Linked DNA regions of Neogale vison: region 2 is linked to region 1. A link is a contact called in public Hi-C data. All regions are on one chromosome and are shown on one strand. The core of a region is the stretch at or near the end of the contact, and the rest is flanking DNA. Distances in the headings are between cores, read along the strand shown.

Evidence for each region. Hi-C and Micro-C count contacts between places; a contact is called where the count stands out from the background.
Region 2: a contact with region 1 is called in a Hi-C map of fibroblasts, with 5 times the contacts expected there. The contact joins the promoter of YOD1 here to the promoter of CD55 in region 1. A contact is called at or near these places in 2 of 3 Hi-C or Micro-C datasets (fibroblasts and muscle).

What each region holds. Positions count from the first base shown.
Region 1 is chr10:65,773,498-65,779,012 of ASM_NN_V1, forward strand. It overlaps CD55 (complement decay-accelerating factor), which reads right to left and starts at 2,968. Exons shown (of 10, transcript XM_044267516.1): 1 at 2,869-2,968; 2 at 1,904-2,086; 3 at 251-442. The coding sequence starts at 2,953.
Region 2 is chr10:65,970,031-65,975,820 of ASM_NN_V1, forward strand. It overlaps YOD1 (ubiquitin thioesterase OTU1), which reads left to right and starts at 2,306. Exons shown (of 2, transcript XM_044267524.1): 1 at 2,306-3,150; 2 at 4,204-5,790. The coding sequence starts at 2,808. The coding sequence ends at 4,907. It overlaps PFKFB2 (6-phosphofructo-2-kinase/fructose-2,6-bisphosphatase 2), which reads right to left and starts at 1,584. Exons shown (of 16, transcript XM_044267520.1): 1 at 993-1,584.

The DNA.
Region 1 (5,515 bases), core at 1,718-4,217:
CACTTATTACATTTTAGGTAACCTTAAACTAATTAAGTGGGAAATCTGTGAGTAAATGAATACTCCCACCTCACAAGTATTTAGTTGGCCTAATTTAAGACAAAATTATAAAATTACTTGAATGGTTCTTTTCAGAATCATACTCAAAATAATAATATGGACACAAAGACTTCCAGCATGAATGAAGGAAGAAATATTATTTCCCCAAATAACCCTACGATTACGAATACTCTGTAAAAATTATACTCACTTTTACAAAATTCATCGGGTTTGGACCATGTAAAATTCAGAAGGCAAGTTAGTTTTCCTGAGAGAAGATGGTCCCTTTGGTAGCCAGGTCGGCATTCATATTCCACAACGGAACCCACTGGGAAATAATTCTGTTTGGTGAAAGACTTTTTGAGAGATGCAAATTGTAGCCTGGTTGGAACATCACAGCTACCTAAAAGTATTAACAAAAGCAACAATGTAACTAAAACCACCTTCTTTGACAATCTAGGTATAACGATCCAGAATTATCCGGACCTTACATCACCCCCTTTTCTGTACTTCTTCATACACATTTGATATTTAATCAAATATTAATATCACTATGACACTATATTGATATATGACACTATATTAATATCACTATGACACTTACAGCGCATCAAGCATACTCACATATATACTTCTATTTCCTAAGTAGTTAATTTGGCACCTAGCTATCACCATGCCCGCAGTTCAGGAAATATAACCCATTATAGTTGCCTGGCACAATTCTGCCCGTGACCCCTGCCTGCCCAAAGGAGGACAGGGGTGAGAGCAGAACAGTGTTTCCTTCAGACCCCCTGGGGCTAAGTATGAACAACAACAATAACTAACAATGATAGCTAATATTTATTGGATACTTCTCCATGTTTTATACACATAAACTCATTTCATTCTCACAACAACTCAGAAGTCCATGAATCAGGTGAGCAGTGGTGTACAAAGAAGTACTTATAAATGGTAACATCTGGGCAAATATTAATGTGTAGAGACATGGTAGAGGGGACGGGACATTGGATTTATAACCCAAAGACTGAAGTTGGTACCCTGGCTCTCCTGAGTAAGAACTGCTGATTTCAAGAAGTTACTTAACTTCTGGGGGTCTGCCTCCCCAGACTACTTCCTGACTGAAGAATGGGAATAAGGGTCCCTACTCCATGCATGGGGTCATCTACCCATGGAGACGTCAATGGAGTCAGCTATGCAGAAGCATTGTAAACTCTAAAACATAATACATGTGCAAAGGCTTAAGTACTTCAACCACTGCCTTCTGACTTGCACACACAAAACCCAAAGGTTCAAGCTGATGTCACACCTGGTTTCATAAAATACTTGAGGCAGTTTCTAGAATTCCCATACATTCTAGGACTCCAGATGGTCCAAAGCTAGGTCCTTACCTTTACTCGTCTCTGTCAAAGTTACCATAGGACTATGAATCTAGTGATAGATTTCGAGGGAAATACAGGGAGCTTTTTAAAAGGCTACCACAGACTTGTGCTTGATGAGTCCTACTTTACAAAATGAAACTTAAGAACATAGAAGACTATGTTACATGTCACGGGGTGATTGCCAAACATATTCATATATAATATACTCCCTAAATTGTACCTATTGTTTATTTTCTCTATTAGTTCAGGATTTCAGGAGTTATTTTCTCTATTAGTTCAAAGCCCAAACTTGTTAATGAAGAAGCAGAATCTATTCTGGGGAGGAATGTCAATTAGCTGCAGCGGGAAATGCCAGGTATACATACCCTGGGATTTCATAATGCTTGAAAACTATCAATTACCACTCATGCTGAAGAGGGATAAAAGTAAGCTAAGCAGATACATTCCATTCCCATAATGTATATATACAAAAATGAAGAGCTTACGGTTACAAAATTCTGCCACCTCTGACCATTTATTGTTGAGACAGACCACGGAGTCTGCCTTGCCAGGAACCTTTACAAAGCCTTCTTTACATTTGTATGTTACTGTGAATTTTTCAGGAAAACTCTGTTGGTCACCCACACTTTGTATGGCATTAGGTAGCTCTGGGGGAAAGCTGCAGTCACCTAGGGAGGGGAATAAAAGAAAAGAAAAGCAGAACTGAAGGAAATGACACTTTTCAGCTCAGAGCAACATTCTTTTTGCAAGAGGGGGGAGGGAAGGAGCCAAAGGCTTCTGAGGCACAGGTAACAGTTCCATCCAGTGGCTGAACCGACATGCCGACGACTTGCTAGGCGCCTGTCTTGTCAATTAATTCAGTATTAAAATAAGGAATCAACCTTTTTCTTTCAATATTAAAAAAAAAAAGCGGTTTAGAATTGATCCTGTTACTAAGCGCACAATACAGACAGACGCCCCCGGGGAACGTCACACCTGGAAAAGAAGACGGGCTGACGTGCCGCGTCCCCAGCAGCCCACAAGTGGACTCCGTTTAAGAGGCGACAGAGGTCAGCTGTGGCCTCCCACTGCTAAAGAGATGTTGGGGGACTGAGAATTCACTCTTCGAGTCCAGCCCTTTGGCTTCCCCAGGTGTGCCTGCTCCGCCAACTCAGCCCGCGCTTCCTCAACGGTCCCCCCTCACTCCCGAAGTCACGCCCGCTGGAGTCCGGCACAGCAAGACCCCAAACTGCAGGTTAGCAGCGGAGATCCCGTCCCTGTCCCCAAGGGATCGTGCTAGTAGGCGCTCTGAGCCGTAGGGGTGGAGGATTACGGGAACAATTTACCCATGTCCACATTCCTCACCTCCCCAGGTCCCCAGACTTCTCTGTTGTCACGGAGACGGATCCCGCCCCTCCCACCCAGCCTCAGGGTTCCCCCAGCGGGGCTGGACCCCCCAGCCCCCACTCACCCTGCGCCGTAGGCGGACACAGCAGCAGCGGCAGCAGCGGCAGCAGCAGCAGCGGCGGGGCGCTCAGCCCGCCGAGGAGGCACATGGCGCGCGGGGACCGGGACGGGAGTTAAGTGGAAGCTCGCTCCAGCAAGCAGCGGTAAGTAGCAGCAGCGCCTAGCTGTTCCGCCAGGCGGGTTAAATTAGCGCCTGGGCGGGGCTGGGGCTGTGAATCACAAAGGGTGGGGCGAGGAGACGGGCGGAGGAGCGTGTGCCGGCACCAGGTGCCGCGCAGCGCGAGCGCCGGGGAGGGGTGCTCTCGCGGTCGCCTCCCCTAGAGACCCTGGACTGGGGACCGGGGATAATGGGCCGGGAGTGGGGCTCCCCCGCCGGTCGCCTGGACTCTCTTTCTCTCTTTGCTAGGGCGGGGCCTGCGAAGAGCTCCCATCTGGACGTGTAAATATCTGCTTTCCAAGTAAACAGAACGCTGGGGGGAACCGAGGAGAGGGGCGTGGCTCAAGAGGGAAGGGCTTTGCTGCCAGGAAATCTGCATTAGGTTAAGAGGTAATTCAGCGCTCCTGAGTGCTGCCGGGCTGAGCAGAAAGTGCCTGAGCAGAGAGTGCGGTGGGTTCCCAAGTGCCCCTGGAAACATAAAGAGTGCCCACTCAGGGACCTTCAGCTGCCTTCAACTGGAGGTCTGTCAGATGCCAACAAGGGATAGGAAAAAATAACAGTGTTGTCTCCTAGCACACCCGGTAATCTGAAAACAGCAAGTGGGAAATGGCCCAAGAAAACAGGTCAAGCAATACAGCAAGGAGTGACCATTGGGTGGGAATCACTTTCCTCGCCAGGATACTCCTTATTCAGGGAGGACAGCTCATGCATTCCGCTTTGGGACTATTCTGGTCAGACTGCCGGGAGAGACGCACTGTCCTGTGGAGTGTGCCTGTGTGATGGGAGTTGAGAAAAATGCCAAAACAAAAACCAAGCGCCAGAAAACTAAATGATAGGGTGGTGGTTTTAAGAGGAAGGTTTGTTAAGTATATTCCAGTGGTTTGCAAGACTAGCCACACATTAGAGTTACACGGGGGAGCTTTAAAAAAAAAAAAAAAAAAATCCAGAGGCTCAAGCTACACCTCAGACGAGTTAGATTAGAATCTCTGGGGATGGGAAGGGGGCAGCAGGATTATTTAAAGAATTCCAGGTGATTACATTGGGCAGCACAAATCTATATGAGGCTGGTCAGAGTAAAGGTCTCCCTTCCCACCCACCTGGGACTGGCTCTGTCCCTGTCAGAAACATGAAAGGACATTTATGGAGAGTAACCCCAAGAACATTTCCCTTTAGTAATTCACCTGAGTCTGGCTAGCGGAGTCTATCCTCAGTTTCCTATCCACTGGAATACCTTCCCTGGTTCAATGAAATCCTTGACTTGGAAATGCATCTTGGTCCATGGGTCAGATGTGGGGTATTTGTGGCATCTAGTCTTGATATTCTTTCCTAAATGTTTTTGATCACTCTTTTTCAGTTAGTAAGAGCTTTATAAGAAGGAAAATAACAGTTTTCTCTGTTTCTCTGGCTCATGTTTACTGTAGCAAAATGAATAAACCTTGTATTACTGAGTGCTGGAACCAATTGTACAGGGATTCCAGGAAAGGAACTCTTATAGGTTTTCATGGAAACCTATCAGTATTAACACATTCTAGAGTTTAGAAGTTGAGTAGAGGGACTTTTAAAATGATATAGTCTTGGGGCACCTGGGTGACTCAGTGGCTTAAAGCCTCTGCCTTCATCTCAGGTCGTGATCTCAGGGTCCTGGGATCGAGCCCCATGTCGGGCTCTCTGCTTGGCGGGGAGCCTGCTTCCTCTTCTCTCTCTCTGCCTGCCTCTCAGCCTACTTGTGATCTCTGTCTGTCAAATCTATAAATAAAATCTTTAAAAATAAATAAATAAAATAAAATGATATAGTCTTGGGCCGCCTGCATGGCTCAGTCAGTTAAGCATCTGCCTTCAGCTCAGGTCAGGATCTCAGGGTCCTGGGCTCCTGCATCAGGCTCCCTGCTCAGCGGGGAGTGTGCTTCTCCCTCTCCCTCTTGTGCTCTCTCTCTCACTCTCTCTCAAATAAATAAATAAAATCTTTTAAAAAAATAAAAAATAAAATTATCTAGCATGATCCTCTTATTTTATTTTAAAACACTTTGCTTTTACTTCCATATGTGATATAAAAAAACACAAAGTATATCAGGGCCCAGCAGTGTTTTAGAATTGATACCAGATCTTTGTTTATTCTCCCATGAATTCATCCACCATTCCTTTCTGTTCCACCATTATAGGCCGGCAATCTTTATTCCTGCTTGAGGTCAGAGAATTGGTGTGAAAGGCAAGGTGGCATTATGGAAAAGAGCTGAAGGTCAAGGCCAGTTATGGAGCTGTTGGAAGACTTAACATCAAGGCCCATTATAGCTCTCTGTTTATTAAGTGATTTTAAGTAATACCTTTTTATTCAGGAAAACAATGAGCTCTGGATAGTGTTTTTAAAAAAAGATCTCTAGCACCCAGTTTAGCTACACTAAGTGCTCTACACATTCACCTTCTCAAATATTTTGTTCTTTAAAATTTTTTTAAAAAAAGGAACTTTTCCGAGAATAACTGGGTGGGACTCTTTAGT
Region 2 (5,790 bases), core at 1,056-3,555, 200 kb after region 1:
GAACCTTCCCTTTTGAATGCTGACTTAGGAGTTACATTCACATAAATTAGCTCCTTCAATCCTTCTAATAATCCTTCTATAGGTATTATTCTGCTACCACTGTTACTTTCACCCAGTTTACAGGTTGAAAAGCTAAGTTTGACCAAATCAGGTGGCTTATCCAAGTTCCTTCCTGACCTCAGATTCTGGCTTAAAAAGCTGGGAAGAGTATTGGCAGACGTGGGGGATGAATGAGGTGGGTTGCAAACAGATCGAGTTCATTATCATAAAGTCACCGCCGTCCAATGGCAGGAATTCAGTCCTGGCAGATATGGGAGCAGTGAGGAAATCCCAAACATGTTCCCTGAAGGAAAAACTGTAACTGGACCCCGTGACGACCCTAGCATGTCACCATTTCTCCTCGAGTGTTCTCATTCCCAAGCCCTTGCCCTGCACCCTCTTCCCATCTATCCCTCGGTTCGCAGTCTGTAAGAACACTGGGACGCAAAGAGGTGGTAAATAACTTCCCCAAGGTCACCTGCTGATCAAGAAGTCCTGGCTCGAACCGGGGTGGGATAGTCTTGTGCTCACGCCGCACACCCGGACAAGGGGCTCGTGAGGACCGAAGGTCCTGCTGCTTCAAGGACCTTGCACTGTTCCTCCACTGACCACACAAATCCTCCAACCCAACCACCAGACGCCGCTCCCGGTGCCTGAACGTCCGCACTCCCAGCAATGCCGGCACTTGCCCGAAAACTGCAAAGCATCACCAGCCCGCACCTCATCCGGGTGTACGCAGGCCCCCTCCTCCCGCCCGCCCCGGCCCTTCCAGGCGCCGTACAGCCACCGCTCACCCTACGATCCCTCCTAAGCTCCCTCCCGACAGTGGCCCCGGCACTCGTCCCGTTAGGCTGCGGACAGGAGCTGACACACTGTGGTCGGGGCCCGGCACGCCAGTAGCCGGCAAATCACGTGCCCCTGTCAGGCTCCGCCACCCTGGCGTCGGTCCTCACCTGGAGAGAATCATCGGCCAATCCGGCGCCCGCAGGCTCCCTGGGGCGGGGCTCAAGTCCGAATCGCTGACGCTGGCTCGCGAAGGTGGGAGAAACCGAAGCCTGAAGATCGCAAGCTCCCAAGTTCCCTCACGCTGTGGAGGTTGGTTGCCTCGTTGCTAGGCAACTCCTCGGGCTGGGGGCGGGGTTAATAAAATGCAGGACTTTTTTTCATACTCTCGCGAGAGTGGACGACACGGACGTCTGGAGGGGATGTGACATTTTGGTGACGGAAACCTTGTGGAGGTTAACGCTTTCCTCCCTGAATCTCAGAGAACCTTATTACAGCCATAAATTGGAACGGGATCTTTAGAAGGTGGTGCGTTGCTAACGTGAGCCACCACCGTACTTGAGCTGATGACACCTTAGCTGTTTGCATCCTACGCATCGGCCAGACACTGTAGTCTAAGAAAATCAACTACTCTTTCATCCCGGACACATCCGCATACTCCAGTGGTCTTCTACTCGTCGCCGTTATCCTCGCTCCTACCTCCTATGCTATACCATCTGTTCGGGTAGTTTCGAAAAACCAAAAAAGGAACATAGCTTCAGCAAAAAATTGGATCACAAAAGGGGTCAAAAGAGGCAAAGCTTCCATATAACTTAGAGGTAGACATAGGCTGTTATAGTAGAGGTGAGACTGCATATTTACAGCGAACTTCTCACGTGGCCCCCAGGCCCTTCTGATGATGCTTGATTCTGCTGATAAACCCACTCCATGCAGGCGTGCTTCTTCGGATCCAGGATGGAAAGAGAACAAGGAATGTGGATTTCTTGGAAAAGGGAAATTGAGGAATGTTTTTATGCCTCCTTCAGCTGGGGATTAAATCCATCCTTCAGAACAGCTCCACTGGTGTCTCCTTCTGGAGCTTTTTACAACTCCCAGCGTGTTGCGTTATGGTTGCCTTATCTGCCCCAGAACAACTGCCTTTATCCATTCGGCAGGTTTGTATTGAGCACTTCTATGGGAGGCAGAGTCCTTGGTTCTAGGGACACAGGGTTGGAAAAAGTCACATAGTCTAGCATTATCACGTGGCTGTGAAATTCAATGGTTATGGACCTTTTACTCCCGACCCTCTGTCCCGATGACAGTACTTGCAACACTAAAGTCAAGAATGGAGTCGTCTTCCTATCAGTACACCCAGGGCCTGAACTGGAATCCTGATGACACACGTTAGTCCGCTTCCCTCCTCCTCCTTATACTGCTACCACCCAAATGTAGCAATTGCCCTAGGCCCAGATGCTGACCTCATACTGCGCTTTCTGATGTGGCAAATGGGCCTTTTCAAGTTACGGCGTCAAGGTGGCAAGGCCAGTCTGGTTTCCTTAACCTCAATGAGTCAATGTTTGCTGCAGCCATGAGCCTGGTCACGAGTGTCTGGTTGTTTGGGCAGGTCTTTTGACTCACTGGCCATTCCTGGGATTCGTTTGCGTTCTGAACGATGACTCTATTTTTGCCGTGTAATTTGGAAGCCCCAAGTTAATAACTTCCGACGTAACGCAAGGTTACATTCCGATGTATCAGATTCAGGACTCCTTCCTCCGCCCTCTTTCCTTGAGCATATATGCTGCCAACGCACAAGGCACCGCACTTACTCTACAGGTAGCAAAGCCACTGGTACTTTAGGAATACGGATAAATCTTCATCCTTTGGCTCCCTAGGGTTGGCCGCAGTGAGTTAGTTGTCACTTTAAGAGAGTTCGCGCTCCTTAAAGCCCTAAAGCTTACGCTACCGGAAAGTATCGCGAGATCTGTGGCCACCAGCGATTTCTCGCGATGTTTGGCCCGGCAAAGGGTGGCCATTTTGGAGTCCATCCGGCGGCAGGTTGCCCCGGCGGCGTTGGCCGACCTGCTGCCGGGACCAAAGCTGGCCCCACGGTTGTGGGGCCTGTGGGCAGCTGGACCGACACGATGTGGCGGCTCCGCTGCAAGGCCAAGGATGGCACCCATGTTTTGCAGGGGTTGTCTAGCCGGACCCGAGTGCGGGAACTCCAGAGCCAAATTGCCGCCATCACCGGGATCGCCCCCGGCTGTCAGCGAATCCTCGTCGGATACCCGCCCGAATGCCTGGACCTCAGCAACGAGGATACCATTCTTGGGGACTTGCCCATCCAGTCAGGTAAGGCAATTGAGCCCGGGGCCAGGGAAAGCCCTGGGAGGACGAAGAGGGGCGTGGGGGAGAACAGAGAACTGGTCTGTGGGTCATTTGGGGGGTTTGAGAACAGGGCTAAAGATAGGTTAAATAACGGAGAACTCTGACGGAGGCCGGGCAAGTGGCTAGCAAGTCCTCGACTTTATATATGATTGGAAGAGAGAGCGAGGACCCAACCTATATGAGAAGCCCAAAGCCTCGGAGCCCCCCTTTCTTCAGTCTACCTTGAAAACGTCCCATTCATTTTGCTTTTCCTTCTGCATCCACAAAAGTAAAAAAAAGAAAAGAAAAGAAAAAGAAAAATGAGATCTATCTTCTGTGTCCTGGTGGCTCTTTCCCCCATAATCTGGAAGAAGATAGCAGGCTGAAGTGTTCAGGACACTTTTCTTTTTTTGCTTCCCCGGCTGTTTTTTTTTTTTGTTTTGTTTTTTTTTGCAATCACCTTCACGTATACTTCGATAAACAGGTATACTCATTTTAGAGTATGGTTTTACACATCCACTGGAGGCCCTTTCAGATTCTGAACAGTAGCAGTTATTTCTGTGCAGTATTAAAACTTGAATAGCAATATTGATCATTAAACACTTTTCTGCTGTTGTGTCAAAGATCCTGTAAACACTAAACAGGGTGGCTATGGTTAAGTTTCAGAAGAACGAGAACCCCCTAGTGGTCTAGTCTAGGGTAAACACTTTTTGGAAGATTGGGCTTTCAGAATGCAGAGAGGAAGCATTAAGGAAATTTTGTTCTTGAAATGCATCTTTTTAAGTAAGCATAAAGGTGGGCTCCTTCACTGAATTGGAATGCAGCCAAAGATGTTTTTCTTCTTCGTTCTGTTTTCATCTTTATGGAGAAGGAGTGAACAAGAAGTGTTACTGGTTGCCTGTTTGCCTGTTCATATTCTCCTGAGTAACCCAGTTTATACTTCAGCTCCTTCTGTTTGTAACTTAAAGACTTGGCTAGTGAACAACCATTTTCATCAGTAATTTCTCTGCAGTTCTGGATTTGTTTTATTTTTAACAGGCGATATGCTCATCGTTGAAGAAGACCAAACCAGGCCCAAAACGTCACCTGCATTTACAAAACATGGTGCTCCTAGTTACGTCAGGGAAACTTTGCCTGTGCTTAACAGAACTGTGGTCCCAGCAGACAACTCTTGCCTCTTTACCAGTGTATACTATGTTGTAGAAGGTGGAGTCTTGAATCCAGCTTGTGCCCCTGAGATGAGACGCCTCATAGCACAAATTGTAGCAAGTGATCCAGACTTTTATAGTGAGGCAATCCTGGGAAAAACAAATCAAGAGTACTGTGACTGGATCAAAAGAGATGATACTTGGGGAGGAGCTATTGAGATATCAATTTTGTCTAAATTTTATCAGTGTGAAATATGTGTAGTGGATACACAGACAGTAAGAATTGATCGTTTTGGGGAAGATGCAGGATATACCAAAAGGGTCCTGCTTATATATGATGGCATCCACTATGATCCACTACAGCGTAACTTCCCTGACCCAGACACCCCACCTCTGACCATTTTCTCTTCTAATGATGATATTGTTCTTGTACAAGCACTGGAATTAGCAGATGAAGCTAGAAGAAAGAGACAATTTACTGATGTAAACCGCTTCACCCTGAGATGCATGGTATGTCAGAAGGGATTAACTGGACAAGCAGAAGCAAGGGACCATGCCAAGGAAACAGGCCATACCAACTTCGGAGAAGTGTGATCTATGCATGATGAGGATTGCCGCCAACTACCTCACAGATCCAGAAGGCTCTGGGTTTTCCAATAAGCTATTCGTAACCGTAAAGAACAAAAGGACACAATGCTTGAACCGTCTTTTTAACTTAAAACCACTAAGACACTGAAATTCCTTGTTAAGATTAAAATTAGTGTGCAAGTTTACAGATGTGTCTACAGTGGTGATACATGCCCTTTCTCTACTTGGGTCACAGAATAGGTGGTCCTTGCTACCTACTGACACTAACCTGAAGATTGGAATTTTAGTACTGTAAACTAGCACCCAGCAGCATTAACCTGTAGAAGAAAATAACTTCATATTTTGAGTAACGCGGAAGGCCTCACTAGAGGCCACTGGACATTAACCATGATGTCTCCATAATTGAGTCCTTTTAAAAACTCTGATTGAGTTAATAGTTTCTAAATTATGAATTGATTCCTCGAATGAAGATACTCAGAATTGTCAAAACCGATTTTATATTACAATTTGGTAGACTTTATAAGTATGTGCTTAACCAGTTATAAGTACATTACAAGCAATTTTTACAGGGATGAGTGTGTTCCCTTGAGAATGTTACCTAAGGAACTGACAGTGCCCAATTTAGGATTTCTAGTGTATAAAATTAGAATGTATGAGGGAAAAGGTGCCTGAGCAGCTTACTAAAGCTTTAAAAGACCGTTGGCCTCATGTTTTAACGCAACTCATTTATTGATGTTTGTCTCGTTAGATAAAACATTTAAATTAAGCAGGGTATTTATTTTTTAATGCAAGTTTCTTGAAATCGAGTGCTTGATTTTTGTTTTTTTACATAAAGATTTGTCTAGGGGGGATTAACTTTCCTCAGCTTTTTTCTCAACACCTAAAAAAC